Regions from separate parts of the Mus musculus genome. Here region 1 is linked to region 2. Evidence: chromatin contacts called from public Hi-C data. All regions are on one chromosome and are shown on one strand. The core of a region is the stretch at or near the end of the contact, and the rest is flanking DNA. Distances in the headings are between cores, read along the strand shown.

Region 1 (2,996 bases), core at 113-2,612, 140 kb after region 2:
TACTATTTAGATGCTAAAAATGTATCTTAATTAAGAAATTGAACCAAAGAGATTTGTGTCGGTAAAGCTCCTTTTAAAAAATTCAGCATGTGCAATCTTCAGTGGATTTAAATTTAAAAAAAAATAGATGTTTTACTATTTAGTCATTTTCTGTCTTTTCTTCCCCTGTGCATTTCAATTCTTTAACGCCTAAGTTTCTAAGGACATTGAGAGTTCATAAGCTTACTTGATTATTGCAGGAGTCTATTCTGCAAAGTTATAAAGTAAGGAAGTAAAACAAGACCAAATTAAAACGCAATTGCACATCTTCCAGCAAGTAAACTGCAGACTTATTTAAATGAATTAGTCATATTCTTGTGAGATGAAAAAAATTAATCCATAAGGTAATTTTGATGAGAGATACTTACAGTATGAAGATGAAGAAATGTTAAACGGTAATCTGTTCGTTTCGTTACCAGAGGGTAGTTTCTAATATCCTCCAACCCCCAAATCCAAAATCATCTTAGAAGCATTAGTCCTGTTTGATTCTCTCTCTCTCTCTCTCTCTCTCTCTCTCTCTCTCTCTCTCTCTCTCTCTCTGCTACTACTGCTACACACACACACACACACACACACACACACACACACACCCTTCCAATACTCCAGAAGATAAAAATATGAGGAAATGTGGTTGGTTAAAAGTTCTGAATCTTTATGATCCACCTCAGTGATGCAGTTAGTCCTTACCCCTGTGGGATGCCCTGAGAGTTTTTTTTTTTTTTTCTTCCTGAAGCTTTTAATACTGTCCTCAGTATTAAAATAATCTCAACTTTCTCACCCCAGAGTTATGAATCAGGGAGATAGTGGGACTGGTGGACGAAAGAGGGATGAGGAGTTGTTATGGCACAAAGATACACAGCTTTCCTGCGTCTCTTCGCCTTGAGCGTTGAGTCCCGGTAGCTGAGTACACATCTGACAGATCGACTTATTCAAATATTTTACGTGGAGAACACCAGCCAGGAGCCAAATGAGCCACTTTCATCCTTGCGGGGCACTGGCTGCAGCAAGTGAGACAAAGCCCTCCAAGCGGCTGCATCCAGCAGGTGCCTGGAGCGCACGAACTCAGCCGGGCAGCGGTTCCCCTCTTCCTTTCCTGTCCGCGGCTAGTGCTCCTCGCGGGTCCGCAGTGCCTCCGGACCCACAGCGAACGCCCTGGGATTGAGCTCCAGGGAGGGTCCACCGCTGGCGAGTGCTTACCTGCGGCTAGGGTGAAGAGGGAGGGTAGGGACTGGGGTAGTCCTCTCAGAGCTGCGGCAGGAGGCGGTTCAGCGGGAAGTCCCGGGCTCCCAGCCTCGGCCACGCAGCCGCCAGCGAGAGCGCAAGTGACGGCGGCGGAGACCGAGACCGCGGAGCCGCAGCGGTGGCGCTGGAGACAGACACGCCTCCTGGCGGGGGTTCCTCTCCTCTTGCTTTAAAGGCGCCGCGCTTCTTTCCCCGCTGCTGTTACTAGCTCCAGGGCACCCAGGCCCACCCAAGAGCACGGTGCACTCTTTATTTCAAGAACTCCAGGGAGAGAATTCCGGGTACTGACCACCTAGTGCTTCCGGAACCCTCGGCCCTGATTTCGTCTCCTGCAAGCAAGCACATCCACATCCAGGCATAGGGGAACAGGGACAGAGATGCTCTGAATGACAGTGGGTAAGGCAAAAGGGACAAGGATTGATTTTGCCTGCTCTGAGAAGCTACACTGAGTATAAGGACTCATAGCTTCTGCTTCTGGGTGGCTGCTTTTTTGCTGCTCCTGAAACCATGGCAACGAGACTTCTATGTTGCCAGCATCTGGGGAGCAGCTGGTTGTCTCCAAAGTGACCCTTTTGGTTCAACTACTGCATTTCCCATTCAGGTTGGTGAGGATCATCTTGGTTTCTGCATCTTCTACTTCTATCCTGCTTCTCAAGCTAGATGGGTTTTGGTCTCTCCTGGTGTCCAGTAGCAAAAGAAATGGACTTTCAACATCAAGAAGCTGGCAGGAAATCTCAGCACAGGTCTAGCCCCTTTATATCTGATTTTGTTCTTCAAGCTAGGTCCCTGAACTCTGAGGGAATTTGAGGCCTGGCAAGCACAGAACCTGGAGTCCTAGCTGTCATGGTTGGGAAAATGAGCATATAGAAGTACTTAAATATGAGATATTGAAAGATGTTTTTAAGGAGAAGTGGGAGGAGGAGGGTGCCTAAGTCCTAGGGTCTTCCCAAGGGTTGCTTCCTGGAGTCAGGGGTGGGGACAGGAGGCAGAGAGCACACCAGACTCCTCAGGCTTCTCTGGAGGAGCGATTAGCTTCTGCAAACAATCCCGGATTTGCTCTCCTCTGGGTCAGAAAAGTCAACATGTATTCAATACCTTTGCTACTTTATCCTCAGCCCTGCAATATTAACTAGAGTGGAGACTTAGCAGTTCCCCCCAGAGTACATTGGTGAGCTACTATTCTCGAGGAGGTTTAAGAGAGGCCAAGCTTGAACAGGCTTGGCAGACCAGCCCAGGAGACAAATTTCAAAGGGATTGTAATAGGAAGCAGGCCAGGTGGAATTCCTAAGCTCAGTGGAGCCTAGAGGCAACTGCAGTCCCAGGAGCACTCCAGTCTAATTCTGAAGGGCTGGAAGCAGAGGCTCCTGTTCACCCTACAGCAGACCAACAGGCCGCAGAGAAGCGTTTGTTCTTTTGCTGTATTTTGTTTGTTTGTTTGTTTTGTTTTACCTGCAGCCATTGCTATCCCAGAAGAGTAAAAACTTTCCTGAACCTGTCTCGGTATGCCACACATTCTGGGCTAACATCTGACTCAGTCCTAGCCAAATCCTCACTATTTACTACGTTGTTCACCATCCTAGGCTCTCTACACCGTATCACACATACACCACACATTTACTGTGCTTAGCTGTCTCTGGGAGACATGGGCTTAAGTTAAGAAGAGATGAGTTAGTGGCATGGAGTGTCCGTTTGTGGTTTATAGATCTCAGGAATGG
Region 2 (2,748 bases), core at 208-2,707:
TGAATTGAGTAATATAGGTTGGAAGTTGACTGGACAAAATACTTAACTATAAGTGTAGGATGATAATAACCAAGTTGTTGATCCTGAACCTCCAGAGTATTTTAAAACACTTGTCAGATACTGGGTACTGAAGGGAAACATTCCATCTTTTGATCTTCCCCTTCCATCTTCACTTCTCCTGATTCCCTATCACTTCCACCCTTTCTTACACCTTTTCTTGTTTTCTTCTAATTGTAAGCCACAAGACAATACAAATTTATTTCCTTGATTAACAAAGTGAAGTTTAATTTTAATGACAGTCATTCTACTTGTATTCCTAGAACAACCTAACACTGCAGATGCACCTTATGAGTTGCTGCCAAATATCTTGGATTTTAAGGTGTTTCTATGGTTTTCCACACTTCGAAGGAAATCAGTAATGAAGTAACACATTTGATTACTTTTAAGCTTTAAGGATATCCTGTTCAAAACTAGATGCAGCAATAGTTTATAATCAAATTAATTTTTATACAAATTCAAATAAAAATTTCAGGCTCATAAATGGCTTCTAAGAGTTTTTAGTGATATCAAAACTATCATTGAAATCTTAAATGAATATATTAAAAAACAAAGAGCATGCATATCATATTCATGAGACCCTCATTTAAATAAAGTTCATCAGCATCTTGTTACTCTTAACTTTTCTCCAGCACTTTATATAAATGCTTTTATATCAGTAAAATACACATCTTAAAACATGGTCACTATAACAAGAATATGACTGATGCACAATATCTAAATGTGGTAGCATTTTTCTTTAAAATGTTTTTCTCTGTCAGAAAATGTACATGAAAGATAATGGGTTGCACTATATGTAAGCTAAAATATTCATGTGTCAGCAGCTTTTAAACTCTACTTACAAATAGCTATGTGGCAAAACCACTAAGCATTTATGGCATTTTTGTAACTCTGTTATTACATAGTAACTGTGACAGTGTAAATGATGCACAGCTGAAATAAAAAATTAAACTATGAAACACTGGTGTCTATTCATAAAATAAAACTCTAGTGACGTCAAGATAACAATGATCTTGTTGTATATGCCATCAATAGCTCCTTGACATGAGGACATTTTTAGATTCCCCAAGCCTTTGTTGTCAGAAAGGCAAAATACAAAGAGGAACTGAAATAATTCATCTGTTAATGGAGACTTAAATCTGTGTTAAGCCACACAAGGAACAATTTTATTTTATAAAAGAAACTGGATTCTTTACTAAAACTTACTTTTGAAACACATGCTTAGAGCAGGTAATTTCAACATTTACTAAAAAATAAGCAAACACAAAAAAGAAAAACTAAGAAAATTATAGATTTCCTACACACGTTGTCATCAAAGCTGTAAGTACCTGGAAGATACTAATGCAGGCAAAAATCAATATGACTCCATGAGGGACATTTCTTGTGGGATTAATCTAACATCCTCTGTGCCAGAGTGACAGACTGAGTACACCAATCAGAAGTCAGAGACCTAGTATAGCCTGAGTTAGGGAAGGCTCTTTTTTTATTTTTTTTTCTTTCTGAATCATATCAGTGCTTTTGAAAAATCCCTTTAATAGGCGTATGGAGAGTTCACACCACAGGAGAATACCATATCTTTAATGCTACTAGTTGTCAGAAAGATCTGGCACTTAATGAAGGTTTGTTTCCTCAGACATATTTTATCTTATAAGGGAAACATGTTCTTTGTCATTTTATATTAAGGTCTAACTTTAATTTCACAACTTCATTAACAACAAGTCTTTATATGTCTATCAGAATAAACTCAATCCTTTACAAAGTAGATTGGCAAAAGTATATGCAGCTTCACAGAACACAACATCGACCAAAGGAAAATAGCCATGCATGAGTGGATATCAAAATATCAAGTGAAAGCAAAACCAGGAACTGTTGACCTTTCATGACAATCTGCCACCAACATGAATATGATGAATATATCTTGGCAGGTAACCATATTCAAAGGCTAAATATCAAAGACATACACTCATCCTCCAAAATTTATGTAATTCAGTGAATCTCAGCACCAAGAAGAGCTTTGCGATAATGATGACAAAACCTTATCATTTTACTACACAGAGACAAAGGCATAGGAATTATCTATGAATTTCTAAACAAAATCATCAGTAGCTTTGAAAATTCAGATTTCTAGGATAAAATGTCTGACATTTTTATACATGACAAAACTTTAAGATAAAAGAAATCAAACAAAACAAAACTTTCCTTGAACAAATAGGACTTAGGATTTTAGGGAAAATGTTTAATGTCACTGTATTTTCCAGGCAACACAGAAGGCACGCATAGGAATTCACAGAGAATGTGGCAGCCCAAGATCAGTCTGACAAAATCCCAACACCAAGAAGTGGGCACAAAGTCCCAGTCCTAGCCAGGAAGCTCTTGGTAGCTAGTAATTGTTAGGGAAGGGAAAAATCAGTTTTCATCAACAAATTAACACTGAGTATATCAACAATACTCCAGCATAGACTTCATTTGCTCAAGACTAGTTGGCCAAAACACATCATTTTGGGGGGTGGGGGTGGAGGTGGGGGCAAGTGTTAGTTTAGATTTTTAAGATAAAGAATATGAAGTTGGGTAAAAAGAAAGTGAGGGAGACCTGGTAGGAGCTAAAGCGTAGAAAAGATTAAAGTATAGTGTATAAAAAATATCAAAGAATAAATAAAAACATTTTGAAGAATCTGTCCTTGACAATTAAAA

The links. Hi-C and Micro-C count contacts between places; a contact is called where the count stands out from the background.
Region 1: a contact with region 2 is called in a Hi-C map of cerebellar granule neurons, with 2.8 times the contacts expected there. The contact joins the promoter of Grik2 here to the enhancer-like site in region 2. A contact is called at or near these places in 1 of 39 promoter capture datasets (3T3-L1-derived adipocytes), 5 of 484 Hi-C or Micro-C datasets (cerebellar granule neurons, cerebellum and cortical neurons) and 3 of 9 other capture datasets (adipose tissue, liver and pancreatic islet).

Annotation. Positions count from the first base shown.
Region 1 is chr10:49,787,392-49,790,387 of GRCm38.p6, forward strand. It overlaps Grik2 (glutamate receptor, ionotropic, kainate 2 (beta 2)), which reads right to left and starts at 1,363. Exons shown (of 17, transcript NM_001111268.3): 1 at 1,237-1,363.
Region 2 is chr10:49,645,389-49,648,136 of GRCm38.p6, forward strand. All of the region lies in intron 2 of Grik2 (glutamate receptor, ionotropic, kainate 2 (beta 2)), which reads right to left. Among named protein-coding and RNA genes, the nearest start is that of Grik2, 140 kb to the right of the region's middle. Within about 2 kb of position 1,458, at least 9 of the 459 cell types and tissues checked have an H3K27ac peak or open chromatin away from gene starts, as enhancers often do. A contact at or near this core is called in cerebellar granule neurons, where this site is marked.